Regions from separate parts of the Zea mays genome. Here all the other regions are linked to region 2. Evidence: chromatin contacts called from public Hi-C data. All regions are on one chromosome and are shown on one strand. Each heading gives the region's core, a stretch centred on a gene start, on an enhancer-like site or on the middle of the called end of the contact. The rest is flanking DNA. Distances are from core to core; before and after follow the strand shown. Region 1 holds the start of LOC100194081. Region 2 holds the start of LOC100272842 (putative threonine aldolase family protein). Region 3 holds the start of LOC100276010.

Region 1 (4,266 bases), core at 596-3,095, 250 kb before region 2:
TCCCAAGTTTTATTTGATTGCCAGATGTATAAAACTGATCAAGAACTCTTTTTATTCCCTAGATGTGTTTTTCCTTCCCTAGATTCATGGAAGGACTCTTTTGGACTCGATATTGTTTAGCAATTAGCTGGTTGTCAGTACCCATAAGGCCATAACTATGATTATTTTTTAAAAACTCACCATGGATGGGATTTTTTTTTTTACCAAGCTGCACCAGCAGGTAGTTGTAGCCATTTTGCTGACTTGTCGCCATAAAAATCGTATGTAGAAAGGCGTGATCCACAGAACTGGATCACACAGATGTTATGATAGCAATGCATCTATTGCAGAGAACGCCCCCCAAGGCCACAAGCCCAAACAACTTCTCTTAATAACAGGACGCCCCACAACAGGACAACAACGACAACCAAAGCTTGAGATCGACGAAATGCTCATAGATTTGTATAATTAATGAAACCAATGTGGATGGTCCTAATGTCATGGGACTAGGCCAGGACAGGAGCTGTTTTATGATGGTTGAGCACTCACAACAACCAACTCAAAAAATGGAAAATTGCGCCACATACAGATACTGCAAATAAGGAGTGACATGATTACCAAGGAAGAACATTGTTACAACTTACAACGACATCATCTGAGAAATTTGCTATTTTGCCACTCTCAATTTTGGCTGCCTGTTATTATGCCATCCCGTGTCTATGACTGGTGGGACCGTCTGTGTCTATGATTTGTGGGTCTGATGGCATACTGGCGAAGCCCACAAATGATAATGGCAAAATTGCCAATGGCTCAACGACATCTCTACCTGACCAGACAACGTCCTAACTTCTTGTTCAAAAGCCGAAACGTACTCGATGGAGCAAGTGCTGTACAGCCTACCAGGACGATTCCATGGGATGGTTTGCTTAGGAATTTTAGCTCGGGATGGAGTGTACGACAAGGTATTTCAAGTAAGGACGTTTGAGGTGGTGGGCTCGCAAAGGGTTGCGCTGCAATAGTATAAGTACGAAAAAACTGGAATTTTATGGCTGAAGCGGCAATTATTTGAGATCTACCAATCCCCAGAAGATTAAATTTTTGGGACACATCTTGCATCAACCAACCAAAAAGGCTCTCATTTTCATGCCTTCTCATTCTCTGCATCCTGAACTTAAAAGGTTCGGTTTAGTACGCTACAGAGCATCCAGCTCCTACAGTGTCAGTGTGTACTCTGGAGGTATCTAAAACCACCGACTTCCTTGACCAGGAAAGATTACACGCAGGAACATCCCAAGATGCAGCCTCTTATTCATTTACTTCCTTGACCAGGATAGATTCAATGTCTTCCTAAAACATAGTGCCTATTTTACTTTTAACCTCTTCCATATGAAACCGTAGGATCTAGATTGGATGCTCTGGATAGTTTGATTGCACGCTTGCACCAAAATGAGTGATTGCACAGGATATGTGCTCGACATATGTGCTCGACACAATGAGCAACAAAAGTTGCTGGACTAACCAACTGAAAGCTAGACCCTCTTAACATCGACCTAAGGAAGGCACTACATTTGATTCCAAGAACGGGACTGGGAGTGGTTTGAGTTGCTTACTGGGGTGTGCATCTCCCAACTGCTCGGGTGTAGAGGTACCCAGGCCACGCGTGCGCGTCGCCGCGGCTCCCGTCGGTGTGCAGCCGCATCCTCCTGCTCTCCCCATCTGACGCCGCCGCACCAACCCTGTCGTACATCCCATTTGCTGCGCAGAAGGATGAGCAAAGGAAGATGAAGCAGGCGAAAGCTAGAGGAGGACGAAGCGGCGCTTGAGAATCCATCCCCCCTCTCTCTCTCTCCCCTCCGCTGCCTGCTGCTACCCTACACCCTACAGGTCACAGGCGAGGCGACAGAACTTTATGGAGCCCAGTTTGAAATGCGGACACTGTTCTGTTTTTGAGATCGGCTCCTTTTGGAAGGAGCGTGCACCGGGCCCATGCCTGTCTTTATTTGTCATGCCATGGGTATGAGATTTTCATCTCCTCCCTTGGACTTTGAATATATTTTGTCTAGAACCAGCTCGCAGGTGATGGTATGGGATAATGGGCCTCGAGGGAGACACGTTGAGAATGTGAGGTGTGCTGAGCATTTTATTTATTTATTTATATAGATATGGGCTGGATATTTTTAAAGTTAAAATTTAACTACATTCTCAGAAAATATTAGTTGCATTTGTATCTTAAATAAGTTTATTATAAAAAATATATTTAAAGATCTATCTAGTAATAATTATTATATATAAATATATTAGTAGTTCTATATATATTTGGCTAAAGATGGAAATTTTGACAACTTGGGAAATGAGAATGATATTTTTATGGAGCAGAGAGAATCACCAAATAAATTTCCTGTTCAATGGTGTTTCTTTTACATTTGGAAGTTTCTAGGACAAACTTCTCTTAAGACATGTTCAGATCACTTAGATCTAAAATTTAGTTAAACTAAGTTTAATCACCAAATAAATTCAAAAAAAATAGACCACCTAGAACTAAAGTTTAGTTGGAGTAATGTATAAGTGACTATGTCTAGTTCAACGTTGTTTTGATATATGAAGTGAAGTGTAGATGCCTAAAGTTATCATATCAGTGTGAACTAGTTTGGACTGGGATTGAACAGCTGGTTTATAAAAGTCTAAGGTGCTTGACACATGTTCGCTTGGTTTTTATTCAGTATCGACTTCTACTACTTCTACAAGAGTGAAATAGATATAAAAGAAAAAAGGTGAGGGATTATGTAGTTTTTTTTCCTAAAAATTGACTAGTGGATCAAAATAGCATAAACCAAATTACCAAACCCACCAGATGTTGCTCGACCGGTATTTTTTTTAAACACCGACCGGATGATCTTGTGAACACCAGTACCAGATTGTATAATGATACTATGCTGTGGCCAAGTTACTAGACTTCACTCAATGATTTGTTAGTTCAAAACTATATATAAGCGCATTGAATCTACGGCGGTACTATAATTTTCTTGTGTTTTGGTCGTATCTTCTAACTAGAAGTTGTTATTTTTATGTATAGGATTATTAAAAAAAACTCATGTTCATCTGATGAGAAATTGTGTGCGGGGTCACCGTACCCTGTGTTATGCACACTGACCTTTCAATAATCTGTCCATATCTAGTAGATCCGAAGTTCATTACTGCCGAGCATGTACTCGTTGCAAAGGTTGTAAATTCTCTAGAATATTCTACAAAAATGCACTTCGCCAGATCTATTGGAAACCACACAGCGGGTGCTCTGGTGATCCTCAATAAGCTGTCCACTTGTCGATGTTTCAAAGTTTTTGTCATATCTTTTATCCTTTTTGTTTAAACTTTGATTTTGAAGTTCTTCAACTTGTTAAATAGTTTGTAATCAAAATCTCAAAAGCTTAATAATATCATTCCTATTTTACTTACTATAATGTCACGAGATAAGCTCAAGTAAGCCATCTTTTTGTCTTATCTTTGGTAGCTTTCTTTTTTATTCATTGTAAAGTCTGATCCTAAATAATAAATCAGAATGTATAACACGATCATTGGTAAATATATAAACTTTGTGTACCCATACAGATGGCATTACGAGTTTCTAAATCTTGAAACACATGACGCGATCACTGTAAATCTCAAGCCATGACCATGAAACAAACTATAGCTCCATTGAAGGCATATGTATATACTAGCTGAATGCCCGTGCGTTGCAACAAGAATATATAATACCAGTATACTACGATAACTTATATACAAAATGTGTGTTATACCGTTATGAGAAAATGTTTCATAATCAATTTGTGATTCTGGCCATACATAAATTTTGTTATTTATAATCTATCTGTTTCAGCACTACATTACAACCATCAGTATCATGCAGACTTCGATATATGTCACGATTTGCATGGTCTCATCATTGGAGAGCATGTTCCACACATACCGGAAGAAATTCCCTCGTACATCGTTAGTCATCAGACACGTAGCACCATACACTTTTGCTTAAACAAAAAGGCAAGTGTGTGTTTGTGAAGAGAATTAAAGGCAAGTCGGCACAAAAGCTACCCCAACGTTGGCGATGATGACGAACTGGTCATTGTTGTCGGTCCTCCTCTGTGTCATCTCTAGCGCCAAGATGACGCCACAGTCCTCGATATAGTAGTCGTCGAACGCGCGCGACATACCGAGTACTGATGACTTTTGGCTGGGTTGTAAAACGAAGTGCACCTCAGGCTCATTAGCAAGGTAGTACCCCTGGCCGTTGCA
Region 2 (4,287 bases), core at 1,179-3,678:
TATGGTCAGTGTCAATGATGAAGCGCTATATTTTCCTTATTTTCCACAATGTAAACCGGAAAGGTCCAGCATATGACATTCCTTTACTTTGTATAAGGTGTTCTTCGATATCGTGGATCCACGCATTTCACCGAGCAAGCTATGCCAAGTCTTGGAACAGCGCAATGTTCTTGCAATGCCAGCAAGTTCAAAAAGGTGAAACTCCATTCCTTTTGCCCCCATTACAAGATGAAGCTCCATTCTTCGGTCTCCTTTTTCAATTATAGAAAACATTCATTGGAGGTGACCGATAAATGGGATCTGAATTCTGTCGGTGATATGGTTTCTTTTGACCAAAATTTGGGAAAGGAACTGTCAATTTGCAAGAAAACCATATAGATTCTCTCCAAACAAGTTAACATAAAAAACCTACACATAACATAACTTTGAGTGAATATCAAACTCCATTGGTAAACACAGTCCCAAATTTTACAACAAACAGACCTTTAAATATTGCAAGCTACTGGGTTGATTGGTTGGCAGGCAAATCATATCACATAGCAAGTCAGAACCTTAATCTAAACACCTGCAGTAGTATCTTTAATGAAGGGCACATCCAAGGTTAGCTATCCATATTGAGCTTTGTGCTTCGTATCATGCAGTGTCAGGTTCGTCATCCATTACCAGATTTCAGACAGCGATGTTCAATATGCATTGACGTGTGTCGAGGTACGCAAAAAAAAAAAAAAGGAGCCCTGAACTGCTTTCAGTTTTCACTTCGTCAGCGATAGTGTGGACATCATGGTACATATTCCTTGTTTTCAGAAAGCTGTTGAAGAGCTACTGAAGGGCGGTACAAAGTTGGAGCATTTGACGAATGGTACTGCCAAAAACTCATATTGGCACTAGACGTCAGCAGGGTGTCCTGCTTGTTTGTTATCAACGCTAGCTGTTAAAACTCTTCTCTATTAATGAAATAGGGCACACCACTCGTGTGCCCGTTTGATCCAAAAAAAAATCTAGCTGTTAATTTGTAGTCACACCTTTGCCGGATGGCTGTTGCTGTTTACTCTTCACTCGGATGTGTTCGTTCTTGTGCTCTATAGCTTACCTTCTCAGAATTACCTGGTCCGTTTCCGCTTCCTGGTAAGACGGATGCAATGAAGTATTGCAAATGCAGAACATACGTTGCCCAGACAATACAGTTTCTTTAGCTATGTTGCCGCACTGATTACTTATAAGGATAGGAATCTATCAAATGTAGAAATGAGCTAATGGTGGCGTGCTCCAGGTGCGTGCGTTTAGTTGATGGCATGGAATGGAAGACAGCTGCACTGTCAGTCATCACTCATCAATCCCAGCTCAATGTATCGCCTTATGTCTTGTTTGGATATTCGTATGGATTAGATGATATTAGAAAAAATTAAGAAGTTTGACTTGCTTGTAATTTAAACTCATCCAATTCCACTTAATCCACATGGATTGAGAGCTAACCAAGCCCTTACCGGGCCGCTCCATGGTAGACAATGGTTGATATAGCTTTGTTGGAATTGATCTCCACCAGTTAGCCTAACACCTAACGGTGAACTGGGCCTTTAACCTTGCGTCTTGATCGGGGACGTATAGCCCAAGATTAGGTTGGTAGACCCCTGTTGTGCATAGGGGTGACAATAGACTCTAAATTTTACATTATAAAATTTAAGGATCAGATCGGGTTAGAATCGGGCTCTATTTCCATTCATTTTTTAACTAAATTTTATTTAAGGCTCTGTCAATTTGTGAAGAAGCATTTGGATCGCGATCCATTACCAGCCCTATAAATAGAGAGGTGAGGGTTGACTCAGTACGAGGTTTACAATACTCATCTATGTTTTCCCACCTCTAAATCCTAAACCGATTTAGAGGGAGGCTGTCAGCAACAGAAAGCTCACCATCGACATCGAGCTCGCTTTCCCGAACGTTGCTGTCCTTGCGCAGAGCGTCACCAACCAACGTGATAGCGATTGAATCGAAGGTATGATCTGTTTTGGTATTAATCTAGTGGTTAGGGTTCTTCGAGAGACCTAAAGAAATCTATCAAGCTAATTCCACATTTTTCACAGATTTGAACTAAAGTTGTATAAAATAGGTTGCAGCAGCTTATCAATTCAGTTGTTTCAATAAATAAATAATAGTTAATAAATAAAAGTTGCTTTTCACGCGCTTGTCATATAAACCTTTTTTTAATCCTGTGGATAGATAAATCATCTAATACCCACATTCATATCTAGCGTTTTCGGGTTTTGGTACCTACTCCCTCGGCTGGTTCGTTTGGTAGCGAGCGGGTGTCCTGGACGGGGGTGACTCTGAGTGGTGCTGATGCCTTGTGGCTTTCTGTACTTTTGGCCTCTCGCGTGTAGGACTTTAGTTGCCACGTTGGTGTTCCGTTCTGTTCTGTTGGCAGCAAGTGCAATGAGCATCAATGCATCAACCATCGTGCTGGTACTTCCAAAAGAGCGAAAGGATTGCCAATTCTGAAGGAGAAAGCAAACCATATCTGAAATACAAAGCGCGGACGGACCATTTGAGCATCCAATTCGTGAGCTTTGGCGTCTGTGTATTTTTAATCGGGAGCTGTAGGCTGTAGCTAGCTAGAGAGGTTTAGAGCAGCACCAAATGGCGAGCAAGGTGGTGGACCTCCGGTCAGACACGGTCACCAAGCCCTCCGAGGCCATGCGGGCCGCCATGGCCGCCGCCGACGTCGACGACGACGTCCTGGGCGCGGACCCGACCGCGCATCGCTTCGAGGCGGAGATGGCCGCGGTCATGGGCAAGGAAGCCGCGCTGTTCGTGCCGTCGGGCACCATGGGCAACCTCATCTCCGTCCTCGTGCACTGCGACGTCAGGGGCAGCGAGGCCATCCTCGGCGACAACTCGCACATCCACGTCTACGAGAACGGCGGCATCTCCACCATCGGCGGCGTGCACCCCAGGACCGTGAAGAACAACCCCGACGGCACCATGGATATCGACAAGATCGTTGCCGCCATCAGGCATCCTGATCTCCATTACCCGACGACCAGATTGATCTGCTTGGAGAACACACATGGGAAGTGAGTTGCACTTGCACAGATACCTGTTCCTCCGAGTCTCGCTCCTGTTCGGATGTTTCATCCCCGTCTCACACCCGAGCTTTTCTCTACCTTCCTCTTCATCCTCCTCTCCGCGGCGAGATCCGCCGTCCTCTCGCTGGAGTGGACAGGATCAGAAGAGAGAAGAAGAGGGGGGAAAACAATGTGACATACTCCCCGAGTAGAACATATAACCTTTTTCTCATCTTATTAATTCGTATGTATGTATCACTGTTTCTGCAGTACTGGTGGAAAGTGTTTATCTGTAGAATACACTGACAAGGTTGGTGAAATTGCCAAGAGCCATGGCTTGAAGCTTCATATCGATGGAGCTCGCATCTTCAATGCGTCTGTGGTGAGTAGTATGGTACATGCATGTGCTGTACTGTGATTTTATTTATATTTGTTTCTGATATTATCTGCAACAAAGTTAGTAAAACGACCAATTAGACTATATATTTCACTGTTCTGTCTTCGGAGATGAAAATTTTAGAGGGCTGACATCTGAATGATGAACCACAACCATATGTCTAAGCATGGAGCATACTACTAGCAGCTATTCTCACTTTTTAAACATCTGTCCAGAGCGTCCTAGCCTCTTATCAAAGTACTAACACATCTTGTTCATTGTACCAGGCACTTGGAGTTCCTGTAGATAGACTCGTGAAAGCTGCTGATTCAGTTTCGGTATGTTTCGGTTTGCTGGTCATTGTGCTCGGTATACAGCCTGCATATATTTGGCTGTAGCTAACATATGACTGGTGATTATTTTCTCCGGAACTAGGTATGCCTATCGAAAGGGTTAGGCGCACCCGTCGGATCAGTGATTGTTGGTTCGAAGGCCTTCATTGACAAGGTCAGATCAATCGACTTCCAAGTTTAAACTGCAGAGATGCAACTTCATTGAAGGAAAAAAACTATAGAGATCAAGAAATAGTAGTAATCTGAACAAACCTTTAGGCCAGAATTCTCCGGAAGACCCTAGGCGGTGGAATGAGACAGGTGGGAGTTCTTTGTGCTGCTGCTCATGTTGCCGTTCGTGACACTGTGGGAAAGCTTGCGGATGACCACAGGAAGGCTAAAGCTTTGGCAGGTTTCGTACTTCCGTTTCCGAACCAAAATTCACTTTTATTTAGATAACCACAACTGACGATGTTTGCAAATTGGTTTGCTTGTCAACTTTACGTTAGTTCTGTTT
Region 3 (4,293 bases), core at 1,647-4,146, 160 kb after region 2:
ATTGTGGTTGACCGACGATCACGTCGGTCTTCTAAGGGGTGGATTGTGATATCCTCGCCCCTAGGATGGTGATATCCTGGCCCAAGGCGTAATAGAATTAATAGAGTATCCATACCAACAAGGTGTATCTTCTTTTTCGGAAGCCTATCTCGAAAGAACCTCCAAGTTAAGCGTGCTTGGCTTAGAGCAATTTGGGATGGGTGACCGACCGGGAAGTTTTTTTCGGGTGCGCATGAGTGAGGACAAAGTGTGCACAAAAGACCCGTGTTGGTCTGTGGGGACAATATATGATCCTAGAGAGCTACCAGGAGTAAGGACCACCGGTCCAGGGATTGGACGGGGTGTTACATACAAGCTCTCGGTTAGATAAATTTATGGATAGGACAGGGACTTCCCAACACACAAGTGGGCCTCTGGTGTAGCTTCTGTCGGATGCTCTCCACTTCTTTCACTATCGAGTTTCTAACTAAATCATCATGGGTCTAGTTCCCTCCATTACGCGGTGACAGCCACACTACAACATAGTTGGTGTGATCTCGCAAGTCTATAAGTTCCTCCGGTATAACTAATGCAATGATGTGCGCAATCACCAATGGATAAGAGGTATTATAGACTCACTTCTAACACTAGGCCTAAACCTAGAGCAAGCACTAATGCACTATATGTAGTGGTTTGGTCTAACTAACCTAAGCACTTCAAAAGGCACCTATGTTAATCATTGAGTGACCTTTGAGCAGATGGGTGTCTAGAGCTATTAGGAATGAGTCTCAACTCAATTGCAATATTTCTCATCTCCCACACCTTTCAAATGATCAATTGGGATGGCATATATAGATCCAAGTCTATAACTAGTTGTTAGAAGTGACATAGGAAATCTGGGTACTAACTAGACACTCTGGTGCTCACACCGGATGAAATGATGTATGTCCACATTAGCTAGTCATTGGAACTAGACGTTGTCAACTATTTGAGTTATGGCATCTGGTGCTTTGACCGGTGCTACACCATGCAAGTCTAGTCTATTGTAGCCCTCTATGTTCACTTTGCAACCATCTTTGAGGACCCCATTCGGTGCCTTGTGGATCTCTCTAAACATGTCACAGAATTATCCGAGTAGCATATTCGATGCACACCTGCTAGTATGGTGTACTCTATTACAATAACCCTTCTTTGGTACAAAGTCACACAGATCTAGTGACTCACTAGACACATCTGGTGCTATTGAGCAATATGTTTTTTATTTCTTCATATGTATTGGTCTAGTCTTCTTCCATCTTGTTCCTTGGACTCTTGCATGTACTCGAAGGTCTTCAATCATGCCTTCCAATGTCTTGCTTGAGATGTTGACCATTCAGATGACCCTTAGCCTTCATCCAAGCCCACTTTGTATCATTTGAGCTATAACAAAAAAACACTACCAAATAATATTAGTTTGAATGGTTATGTTGATCATCAAACACCAAAATTTTAACTATAAATGGGCATTGTTCCATTTTTCTTATCGTTCGAGAGATCGATAGTGACGACGACATGGAGCGATTCAAGATAGGCCATCTCAGAGATCCACTTGTGCGCTAAGAAGACCTGATGGCTATCCAAGAAGTTACTCGGCCAGGAGCTTGGCCCTTGCAAGGGCATCATTGCGAGGGAATCCAGCAAGAACAAGAGAAAAGTGTGAGTTTCTCGATACCTCGGTAAAAATACCAAAGTCATCGAGGAGAGTTTGCATCTATATCTCAATTAACCTTTTATACTTTATTTATTACTTGCCTATGTTAGCTTGCTAGGCTAGCGATATGATTGTAACTTAGGTTGCATAACTCTTTTACGATAAAGATAGCAAAATTACCTTCTTGATAGGTTTTGATTAGGTCATAATTAGAGAACTTAATTTTAAAAATATATTTTAAAGTTGTCTAATTCACCCTTTATTATTAGGCGTTATGATCCCTTTAATAAGAATACTATACTCTGCAATATTGATAGTGTAATGTGTATAACATCAGTTACAGCATGTTGTGCTTAAGGATGGACCGTCTGGCCGTGTCCAGTGTCACAAATGGTCCTCAACAATTGCCATATTGACAGCTTTCTTCCTACATAACGTTGGCGCCTTGCATGTCGTACACATACTGGCATACTGCTAGTGACTTCCTAACCTATCATGCTTGTCTGAATCCAGTTGATCTGCTGATCTGTTTTTTTTATTGATAAAGATAGTCACTAGAAACACCTTGGAGTTGAAACATGGAACAGGTCTGCCGCCGTCGCAAATGCATGCATCAGGCCCGGCAGTTTTACCCGTGTCCTCCTTGTTTTCTAACCGCGCGCGCGCGGGCGGGCCTAGATAGAAGGCCAGAAGCGTCCCGGGCCTGGGTCTAGCTAAACGGCCGAACCAGCACAAATGGCCCATGAGACGACTGTTTCCGCGGCGGCGGGCGCCAGCGCGGTACGGGTGCGCCCCGCGCCCTCGGCAGCGAGATCGTCGGCGCCTCCTCGTGATCTCGTCACGAGACTAGCCGACCTGCCGTGCCATCATCCGTACGTGCGCGCAGGCGGCCCCCGCGGCCGCACCCGTTTGCATCGGTCGCCTCTCTGCCTGGATTCGTCTGGAACTCTGGATCCCGCTCGTCGCCAGGTCAGGGTTTTGCACCCAGCAGCCAACAGTGCCAATGCCACTGCTTCTTGTATGTGCAGCTCGCCAGGTAGCAGCAGCGTCTGTACTGTGCGTGTACTGCGGCCAGCACAATGCCTATGACGCTGACATTGCTCTGGGTGCGTAGCGCGCTCTAGGGCGCAGCGGTGCGTGCGTAGCTTGGACTACAGAATTGTCCTGGCGCGATGGGCAGCAGGGAGGAGTGCGTGAACAGCTGAAGGAGCTACAGAAACGAAGAGCATCTTCACAAACGACACAACATGTGGTAGTTGTACTGATGGAGGCATCAGCAGACCATGACAATGGTGTGATAAGATAGAACAACTCATACCCTACTGCTGCTAGCTTTGCATGTCCTGAATGATAAGCCTTTCCTAGCTAAGCGCCTAAGCCCTAAACGTTTTGAAATAAAATCAAGACTTGAAGTCTTAAACTGGGGACAGGTTATGAAATCCTGTCAAGTGTCAAGCATGAAGCCCAAACATCCATGTTTCACGCAGAGACTAACACTAAAGAGTTCGGCTTCTTGCATTTGTTCCCCATGCGCCTAGGATGGCAATGGCTCTAAATTTTACATTATAAAATTTAAGAAACAGATCATATTAGAATCAGATTATATCTCTATTCATTTTTAAACTAAAATTAATTTAATACCCTAACAGTTAGTAAAGAAACATTTAGACCATGAATAATTACCACCCCTAGACACATGTAACTCTCTTCAGATTATTAATTGAAGCCGGAAAATGTACCAGGACTTTCGAAAGATTAAAAAACACCCAACATATATCATCTTCTAATTGAAGCCGGGTCATATTTTCCGCATTCTGCAACGAAATGCTTGGGTTTTACCTTTGGTTTCCATTGTCATGTCTCTGTATATTATAGGTCCTGTTCTAATTTTTTCCTTCTGTTGTCCCATTTACCTTTTTATTTTAGGGAAAGACCTATTCATTTTCATTTATTTTCACCACATCCATCTTACCAGGAAGTGAACATGGATCGGGCAATTCTACGCAGACAGACTAAGAGCATATCTCCAAGAGACTAGTTAAATAACTCGTCAAACTAAATTTTGGCTATTCAATAGCAAAATAACTTTCCAACAGATTAGCTATTTGACTCGTCAAGCTATCTGACTATCTAAATTTGCTCTCTCACTAGCTAAATTTGGCTAATCATCTGACTAGCAAAACTAAATAGATAGTCTGTTGGAGTGAGATGCTACATATAGAGTGCAACCATTATAAAAAATTAAATAGAGAGTTAAATAGAGAGCAAAAAATAAAGAGTCTATTGGAGATGCTCTAAAGCACAAGAATGGACACATCCGACAAACGAGTGAAAAGCAACACTTATTCAGCAAAGGCTTGGTGTGGCTCCAATATCTTCGAATCAATTAGGGCTGGTTCGTTTTTCTCTTAATCCATGTGGATTGAGTGGGACTGGATGAGTTTAAATTCCAAATAAGTCAAAATCCTTCATAATTTTTTTCAATCACATTCAACCACACAGGACGGGAATAACCGAACAAGACCTTATAGGAAAAGCTACCGAGATGATGCATCTGATCAGGGTGTCCTAGTGCCCGTACGAGTTCTTCGTAGTAGGACCTACCGAATGCTCAAATTCAGTAC

What was found. A called contact is a pair of places that touch in the nucleus more often than the background predicts.
Region 1: a contact with region 2 is called in a Hi-C map of tassel, with 5 times the contacts expected there. The contact joins the promoter of LOC100194081 here to the promoter of LOC100272842 in region 2. A contact is called at or near these places in 8 of 25 Hi-C or Micro-C datasets (ear, endosperm, leaf and 3 more) and 1 of 3 datasets of contacts at active chromatin or transcription factors (leaf).
Region 3: a contact with region 2 is called in a Hi-C map of tassel, with 5 times the contacts expected there. The contact joins the promoter of LOC100276010 here to the promoter of LOC100272842 in region 2. A contact is called at or near these places in 2 of 25 Hi-C or Micro-C datasets (ear and tassel).

What each region holds. Positions count from the first base shown.
Region 1 is chr2:31,034,271-31,038,536 of Zm-B73-REFERENCE-NAM-5.0, reverse strand. It overlaps LOC100194081, which reads right to left and starts at 1,845. Exons shown (of 2, transcript NM_001139136.1): 1 at 1,590-1,845. The coding sequence starts at 1,810.
Region 2 is chr2:30,789,123-30,793,409 of Zm-B73-REFERENCE-NAM-5.0, reverse strand. LOC100272842 (putative threonine aldolase family protein) reads left to right here and starts at 2,428. Exons shown (of 9, transcript NM_001254834.2): 1 at 2,428-3,071; 2 at 3,333-3,444; 3 at 3,726-3,776; 4 at 3,874-3,945; 5 at 4,050-4,182. The coding sequence starts at 2,635. LOC100274124 (putative threonine aldolase family protein) reads left to right here. Exons shown (of 10, transcript NM_001365814.1): 7 at 1-4; 8 at 98-195; 9 at 642-708; 10 at 805-988. The coding sequence ends at 888.
Region 3 is chr2:30,626,700-30,630,992 of Zm-B73-REFERENCE-NAM-5.0, reverse strand. It overlaps LOC100276010, which reads right to left and starts at 2,896. Exons shown (of 1, transcript NM_001149904.2): 1 at 1,960-2,896. The coding sequence starts at 2,413. The coding sequence ends at 2,144.